Regions from separate parts of the Mus musculus genome. Here regions 2 and 3 are each linked to region 1. A link is a contact called in public HiCAR-type and promoter capture Hi-C data. All regions are on one chromosome and are shown on one strand. Each heading gives the region's core, a stretch centred on a gene start, on an enhancer-like site or on the middle of the called end of the contact. The rest is flanking DNA. Distances are from core to core; before and after follow the strand shown.

Region 1 (2,700 bases), core at 163-2,662:
GTACTTGTACCATGGGCATTGCCTGGCGCCTTTAGAAGTCAAAAAGGGCATCGGATCCTCTGGAACTGTAGCTAGATGGTTGTGAGCTGCCATGTGGATCCTGGGAATCGAATCTAAGTCATCTGCAAGAGATCTGATGATGCCTCTGCCTCCAAGGGCACCCAAACTCAGGTGCTTATGCCAACCATTATGGAAAACTGCAAACAACCCAGAGGCCTATTGCTATATGGACGGATGGATCAACAAGTCAGAGTATAACGGGGAAGGATTAAGTATAAAAAGGTAGAGACTTTTAAGATACGTACTTCATGGAATGAAATACCAACATTTTGCTATGAGAAGTTAGACCCAAAGATTACAGCAGCAGATTGAGCCCTAGGGATATTGGGATCAGGGTTAAAGAAACTGGGAGAGGGGGAGGAAAGGAAAAAGAACACAGTGTGGAGTTACATAACTTTAAAAAATGGAAAATTACCCTACCATGTTAGAAATAAGTTTAGAATGCAAGAGACTGAGTTCCCGACTCGTCCAAGTGTCACAGCTAAACCTGTTCTCTACAACACTGGGCTGGAGAGATGGCTCAGCAGTTAAGAGGGTTTGCTGCTTTTGCAGAGAACCCAGGTTCAGTTCCCAGCATTCACATCAGGTGGCTTACAACTGCCACTTAACTCCATCCAGATCTGACTTCCTGGAACTTTTGGTTTCTGCAAGCGGGCACACTCAGGTGCACACACGTACACATGAAATAAAAAGAAATCTTATAAGTTAACGGCCCCAGCCATCCCCAAACAAAACTCGAGTTCTGTGGCTCAGGCTTGGGAGGCAGGGGTAGGGCCAGAAATGTAAGACCATACTGTAGGGTGAGTTCGAGGACATCCTGTGCTGCCTTTAGTCTCTGTCCAAACAAAAATCAAATTAAAGTCGCCCAGGGCAGAGGTGGTTAGTGGGTAACGGCGGTCTGGGGGCTTCCCGAAGTGAGGGTGGGAGGTGAAAGTGCGTCAAGAGAAAATGTGGATCCATTTGCAAAACCTCGGTATCAACTGGAAACAGAAAGTCCTCCAGGGCGACTGTGGGGGTGGCAGCAGGAAGGGACAGCCAGGCCTGTGCCGAGGAAGAACGCGACCCGTGTATTCCGGTTTTAAGAGACGGCAGGGGCGGGGCAGGGAGAGAAGTACCAAAAAGTTTTGAGTCTTGATGATGGCGGCGGAGCGAATCGCCGGAGATGCCGGAATTCCCACACTGGCCTTCCAGGGTCGCCCACGCGAGGCGACCCACACGGCCCCGACAGCCCAAGGCTCGGGCCATCAGTAGCGCCACAGGCCGCAGCCCACAGGGGCTCGGGCGCGCCGGGAGGCCGGGCTGGAGGCCGGGCGCGTCGCTCTGACGTCACGCGCGCGCTGACGTCGCCGGCAGCCGCAGCCTCTGAAGCGGGGCTGGGACCGGGGGGCGCCGAGTTTGATTAGTTTAGGGGGGCCGTCCCCCGCCGGCCGCCGCACCCCAGGCAGCGGCGTCTCTGCGTGTCGGCGCGTCCCGGAGGCTTCACCGCCGCGCCTCGGCGGTGCTGCGAGGAAAGTTGGCGTGTAAGGGGCGACGGGCGTGTGAGGGGTGGCGGGCGCGGCCATGGAGCCCCGCGGCGCCGAGTACTTCTGCGCCCAAGTGCTGCAGAAGGACGTGAGCGGCCGGCTGCAGGCGGGCGAGGAGCTGCTGCTCTGCCTCGGCACGCCCGGAGCCATCCCGGACCTGGAGGACGATCCGAGCCGCCTGGCTAAGACCGTGGACGCGCTCACCCGCTGGGTGGGCTCGAGCAACTACCGGGTGAGCGGCGGTGCGAACGGGCGCGCGGCCGGGGCGGGCGGGCGCGCTGCCGCCGGGGTCCGGGGACGCGCTGGCATCGCCCCCCAGGGCTTGGGGTACGGCCCCAGGCGGCGGTTCGGTGACACGTTGCTGTGTTGCTTGGCGCTTTACAAAGTGGTAACTTGCGGCCCAAGGCTTTAAGACTTTGTAACGTTTGTCTACGCCCGATGGCAACGCCTGCGCTGAGATGGGGCGTTTGAGTACGGCGTGAAGTTGGACCGTCAAGTTCATCTCTTGCTGTTATACTTAATCTCCAGTTTCTTTTCTCTCTACCCTCTCTTCATCCCTCTCCGCCTCTCTTCCTTTTTTTTTCTTTTTTGCTTCTCTCTTCCTCCCTCTCTTTCCTCTGTCGTTCCCTCCCCGTCTCCCTCCTCTCTTTTCCTCTCCCCTCTCCCTTTCTCCCTCTTTTCTTTCGTAGTCTTTACGTGAAGGTTGAGATCACCCAAAAGCACCGTTAGCGCGTATTCAGGTCCTTCGCACGGAAGGACTGCTCATCTCATGGCATTTATTCACATTTCCCTTAATTGACAGCAGAAAGCCGTTGACCACTCATCAGTTCTCTTGTTTTCCCGCAGTTGGGACGAACTTAGATTTGAAACACTATGGTTTAGTTGATGCTGCAAACGAAGCGGGAATGGGGAGGAGTGCGGTAAGGTACGAGGAGGAATGGGTGTCCGGTCAGCATCAGGGAGTTGTTATGTAGCCACCGATGGAGAAAAGTGAATATTCTGTAATTAGTTGGAGTTGTTAGTGGTTACTTTTCTTTTTAGTCTTCTGGTGGCAGTATTGCTTTAAAATGCAGGCGGGAGCTCCCGTGGATGGAACGATTCTTAGTGATGTATCCAG
Region 2 (2,786 bases), core at 32-2,531, 2.3 Mb before region 1:
GCTGCTTCCTGGCTTGTTCTCCTAGGGTTTCTCAGCCTGCTTTCTCATACAACACAGAACTACGTGCCCAGAAGTGGCTCCTCTCACAGTGGCCTAGGCCCTTGTACTTTAGTCATTAATCAAGAAAATGCCCTATAGATTTGCCCATGGGCAACCCAATGGTGACATTTTCTCAGTTGAGATTCTTTTCCCAAATAACTCTAGTTTTTTCTCTCTCTCTCTTTTTTTTTTGTCAAGTCAACAAACCTGACTGTCATGATGTGTCCATGCAAGTCAGAGGATAACTTTCCAGAGTTGGTTTTCTCCTTCCATCTTGTTGGAGTCTTTCTTGTTACTGCTTCTGTGCCCTACAAGGCAGCTGCTCCTGGAGTTGCCAGATACTCCCCTACCCTGCTGCAGTAGTGCTGGGTAGTAGTAGTGCATGTGGAAACATGTCTGGATTTTTATATTATTTCCAGAGATTTCACTCACATCATTAAGCTCGCACAGGCCTTTTTACCCACGAAGTCATCTTCCGTGGCTCTACATTTCCTTCCATTTCTTCCTTCTCTCCCCATAAAGACAGGTCCATGAAAGCAGGCACGATTTTATTCAGACTCTACCACGGAACCGAGAACGGTTTTGCTACACGGAGGACAGTTAACAGACATGCGTTGGATGCCATCGCTCACTGCTGTCTGGGAAACAGCAAACACTCCATTGCTTGCTGATATCATTGAGATCAGCAAATTGAAAGGACCGTGGTGCCCTGGCATTTATCATGAAGGGCCACTCAGAGCCTAGTTTGCCTCAGACGAAGCAATAGCGAATGAGACAGTTATGCCAATAAGCCACATTTTTTTTTTCTGGACAGGGAAAAGGGGCCAGGAACTTAGTGTGCTCCCTTTAATTCTCCAGGCTGCAGAGCTGTGTCTGTGACCTGCCCCCACGAGTGAGCCGGCTGCAGGCAGACTGAGTCAAGCTCATTTTCTGGTGAAATGAGGTTTATGTTGTCCATTAACTCAGGTCCTCCTGTTTTTGCCAACTTTAATAGAATTGCAAGAATAATTTGGCTGTCTGCCTGCATGGTCTGAATTAGCCTCCGATAACTCTCTCGGTGGAAACTGAATTTTTATATTCGCTGGTGTTCTTGTCCCTTCTCTATTGCTTTTAAAAAAACCTTTATTATTATCAAAAATTTTTTTGGCTAATATATTCACTGACGTATCCCAGACTTGCCTCAAGCTTGTTGCGTAGCCCGAGGATGACCCTGAACATCTGATCATCTCGCCTCTATCTCGCTTGTGCTGGGGTTACAGGCGTGTGCCACACCTGGTGTATGGGAATGAAGGCAGGATTCCAGCGTGCTAGGCATGCATGCTGCAAACTGAGTTACAGGCCCCATTATTCAGTCTTTTTGTTGTTTCTGTCTTCTGGGTCTGAATGGAGGCATTTTTCCCACTTGATGACCAGACTCTCAACAGAGTCTTTGTTCTTTCCTTTGCTGTTTTTCCTGAACCCTTTAAGCAGGAGCGATTCTTCTGAGAGCTCTGGGTAGGTCCTGTGAGCTGGGCCGAATAAGATAGTCCACCAGTTACCCACGCCCACAGTTTTCACATGCAAGATTAGGGGTACCTAGGGACTAGTTTTACTTGGGGACAGTTGGTTTACCTTGTATTTTCTGACCAGGACAAGATCCTGGGATCTGTCTGTGGCTCAGCTTGTTCTCACAGTGCGAGGGATGGACCAGGCAGCAGTGTGTCACTGGAGAGTGAGCTCCGTGGCTGGTTGAGAATGGGAAGTTGCTCTGGGAAGTAGAAACTGTAATGGTGATGTGTTCGGTGTAGACAAATATCTCTGAGAGGTTAAGCAGACGCAGATCTTTGTAGAATTAAATATCACAGCTGAGATCTTTGAGTGCTTTAAGGCAGTGGTGTGTGTGTGTGTGGGGAGAGAAAGAGAGAGAGAGAGAGAGAGAGAGAGAGAGAGAGAGAGAGAGAGAAAGGGTGATGGCAAACTACAGATTAGCTGTAATTTTTCTTTTTAACAGTTTTCATCATTCACATTTACATGCATGCATACAACATATTAGGAGCAGATTCATCTCCTACAAGCATCTTGTCCCCTCCTGATGCTGCTCACTCTATTTTTCCCAACTAGTCTCTCTCCCTGCCATATTTATATATTTTCTATATGTGTGTGTACTTGTATGTGTGTACAAGTCTTGTGTGGGTGAATAGCTATAGTATTTTCAGCTCAACACACAATCTGTTCATGGCTACCAGACCAGTTGGCATTTAGAACTTTTTTTGATTTTGATAAAAAAAAAAAAAGGTCAGTTTTATTCTCTCCAAATAAACTTTGGTTGGCATCAGGACCTCTGAAACCTGTGACATCACATCGGCGGGACCCACAGACCTTTTCCCAAGGCAACAGCCACCATATTCCCAGAATCCACTTGGCTCACCTCCCACCTTTACCAGTGTTACATCATTACCCATACACAAAGAAAGCTCCCTCCCACCTTTTTCTCTCTCTTCTCCACTTCTCTTTCCGCTGCCATCTTCCTTGCCCCCCTCTCTCCCAATAAACCTCTTACATGTGGAACTGTTTTGGCCTGGTGTGCAGACTCAAGCTGCTATTCTAACACATCAAATTTTATGCATGTACAAGTATATATATGTGTGTGCGTGTACATGTGTACATGTACAGCTTCAAAAACAGCAGGAAGCTGTGTGTGAGCCATCTTTTGTGTATGAGGTAATGCCTTGCTCTTCCTGGGTGATCTGTCGGTGATCACTTGTTGA
Region 3 (2,721 bases), core at 119-2,618, 2.4 Mb before region 1:
AGTCACTGGAGTGAATGATTTCTGAGCCTGAATTTTATACCCAGATAAACTAGAATACCAAATATAAAGGTCTTTTGGTACGCAGCCTCAAAGTATTTACCAGATAGGGATAGTGTATGAAACTGGGAAGAAGTATTCCAAGTAGCAACCAAACACGTTTACAGACATGAACAGAGCAATTAAATAAGCATGGAAAGACTCAAAGGGTTGTTAGATAGGAGGGCAGCAGGGGATTGCTTTTTTTTTTTTTTAACAGCACCAACACCTCATTTTGATAATAGTTGAAGTGATTTTGAAAAGCAAGATCTACTTATGTGATGATTTTGAAGAGTATAGTCCACATTAGAGGTCAATGCTATGGAAATGGACAGAAAAGCACAGATGCACATTTTATTCTTGTACTGCCTCCACAATCTCTTGCCTTATTCTGACATAAGAAACCCACTAGCCTTACTCTGACGTAGGAAACCCACTAGGCCTTTTGGAAGTGGAAATGATGAGGCTGTGGTGGTGGTGGTGGTGCTGTTGCTGGTGGTGTACCAAACATGTTAGAGCTGAGAAGGTTTTATAAAATCTCTTTAAAATGAAAGGTCTAGCAATGTCTCATGACAGCAAGCCTTTCAAATTCTACTACTTGATACAATGTCTTGGAAAGCTTTAAAAATTGCACCCTGGAGATATATGCCATAAGAAATCAGAAGCAAAGGCATCCACCAGCGTTTTAAAAATCCCACCAGGGTGGGGGTATGACTGGAGTTCAAGCGTTTGTGGGAGCACTGTGTCCGGGACCCTAGGCTAACACTGAGGAGCCTAAAGGCTCAGCCCTAGGCAGTGGGGTGCCACCCAAGGGTTTTGAGGGGGAATGGCGCCTCACATTTGTGTGTGTGCGTGAGTGCGTGTGTGGTGGCATGGGGGTCGAATTGAGAGAAGGCCAGAAGGAGGCTGCTGGTCAGGGCTGACTGGTTCCGACTCCCCTGGAGGAGCTGGGAAGGACCGCGGTGTTCCTGGCCTCGTCCCTCCGCCTCCCCCGGCCGGCTCCTGTCTTCCGCTGTTCGACGCGCCCTGGGCTCTGGCCCAGGAGGCCCATGAGCCACCAGGAGGCAGCGTGCCAGCGGCCGCGCCCTCTGATTGGGTCCCGGGCCCCTGGAGGGTGGGAACGTGACTCCTGTCCCCTCAGTCGCGAGGACCACCCGGCGGGGGGCGAGCACGCATCCCGGCTCAGGAGAGCTTCGGAGCCACCTCGCCTCACCCTCACGACTTCGCGGCCCTTCTGCCAGGCGCCTGGACGGTTCCCGCCCGCGTGACAGGAACTCGGCAAATGACGGAGGCGACGAGCGTCGCGCTGCTCGGAGCTTCGCTGCCCGGTCTGCTCCCGACCTCCAGGAACGGCGCGTCGGGCGCGCGGTGAGTGCGACGTCGGCGTCTGAGGGGACGACCCGAGGGGAGCGCGCCGCCGCGAGCTCGCCGAGCCATGGCTTCCACGACCGCGGGCCGCCGCTGGCCTCCGAGGAGACGCAGCTCGAGACGGGGCCCCACGCCGCGGTCCCGCGCGCCCGGCGCGAAGCTTTCGGCCCCGGAGGCCGGGCCGCCACGCCGCGGGCCTCTCCCGCGCGGCGGTGCGGGACGCGACACTCTCCTCGGAGCAAAGGCGACACCTTCGTCTCCCGCCGCGAGGCGATACGTGACGGCTCTCGGGCCCCCGCAGCCGCGTGGGAGCACGGACTCGGCCTGCGCGGCGCTCCCGCAGCCGGTCCCGCACGAGCCGCGGGAAGCAGCTTTCCGCCTGGCCCCGGCCTCGGAACGCGGGGCCTCGGTGTCACCTGCGCGCATCCCGAGGCGGCGGCGGCGAGTCCCGGCCATGTGGGACCCGCGCGCGGCAAGGTGCGTAGCTGGCGGGGGTTGGGGGGGGGGCGTCTGGGGCTTTGCGGGCCCCGAGTCCCCGAGGCCCCGCGGGGTTGTCTGCCCTCCCCCCTTCTCCCTCCCTCGACCGCGGCCTGGCGCGGGAAGGCGCGCGGGGCGACACGGCCCGGGCGGGCAGCGGTGCCCGGCGGAGCTTTCCCTGCGGGGACCCCCACCCCCATCCTCCCCCACCCCCCGGAGGGGCCTCCGGGCCACACCGCGGCGGACGCGCCTCGCCGCACAGCTTGGCTCGAGGTGTGCGGAGCCGCGCGGGGATGACGGCGCGGCATCGGCGGGGAGCGCGGGGCGCGGGCTGCCCCCTGGAGGGGGAGGCCTCGGTCCTCCATCCCTGCGGCCTCCGCGGCCCACCCTCCGCCGCCGACCCGAGTCGCGGGGCGGTTTGCTCAGGAGCGCGGGTTCAGCCTGCTGCTCGGCCCGGCTCAGCCCGGTTCGTCCTCGGGCCCCCAACCCCCGCACTCTTGCACTCGCGGGCTCTGCGCACTTGTAACCCGCCGCGGAGGGCTCGCGGGCCCCGCTGGGGGGGACTCTGCTCTCTGCTGGGGGCGTTTCACCGAGGCAGGCAAGAGAGAGGCTGCCTGGGGATAGTTCTTAGGGAGATGTGCAACTTGGAAAAAAAGAAAAAGCAAAATTTAGAAAGGAGGGCAAGGGAGTCCGTGAGCTCTGCAGCCTGGGGACCCGCTTCAGCTCAGTTAGCACTGTCGCAATCACTGCATCTTTAGCTAGAGAGGATGAGTGGAAAGCCAGAGGCTCTGCGGTCCCTTACACCCGGATTTATCCCCAGCTACCCAGTGTTCAGCTTTT

What was found. Promoter capture Hi-C pulls out the DNA fragments that hold promoters and counts their contacts. HiCAR-type assays count read pairs that join an accessible place to other places.
Region 2: a contact with region 1 is called in a HiCAR-type map of astrocytes, with 5 times the contacts expected there. The contact joins the enhancer-like site here to the promoter of Clasp2 in region 1. A contact is called at or near these places in 2 of 39 promoter capture datasets (the C10 cell line and hippocampal neurons) and 4 of 115 datasets of contacts at active chromatin or transcription factors (astrocytes, embryonic forebrain, embryonic limb bud and 1 more).
Region 3: a promoter capture Hi-C map of embryonic stem cells shows a contact between it and region 1, with 3 times the contacts expected there. The contact joins the promoter of Trank1 here to the promoter of Clasp2 in region 1. A contact is called at or near these places in 3 of 39 promoter capture datasets (cranial neural crest, embryonic stem cells and hippocampal neurons) and 2 of 115 datasets of contacts at active chromatin or transcription factors (astrocytes and stem cell-derived neural progenitor cells).

What each region holds. Positions count from the first base shown.
Region 1 is chr9:113,740,061-113,742,760 of GRCm38.p6, forward strand. Clasp2 (CLIP associating protein 2) reads left to right here and starts at 1,413. Exons shown (of 40, transcript NM_001114347.1): 1 at 1,413-1,815. The coding sequence starts at 1,621.
Region 2 is chr9:111,473,095-111,475,880 of GRCm38.p6, forward strand. All of the region lies in intron 2 of Dclk3 (doublecortin-like kinase 3), which reads left to right. Among named protein-coding and RNA genes, the nearest start is that of Dclk3, 35 kb to the left of the region's middle. Within about 2 kb of position 1,282, at least 30 of the 459 cell types and tissues checked have an H3K27ac peak or open chromatin away from gene starts, as enhancers often do. A contact at or near this core is called in astrocytes, where this site is marked.
Region 3 is chr9:111,310,371-111,313,091 of GRCm38.p6, forward strand. Trank1 (tetratricopeptide repeat and ankyrin repeat containing 1) reads left to right here and starts at 1,369. Exons shown (of 22, transcript NM_001164659.1): 1 at 1,369-1,881. The coding sequence starts at 1,472.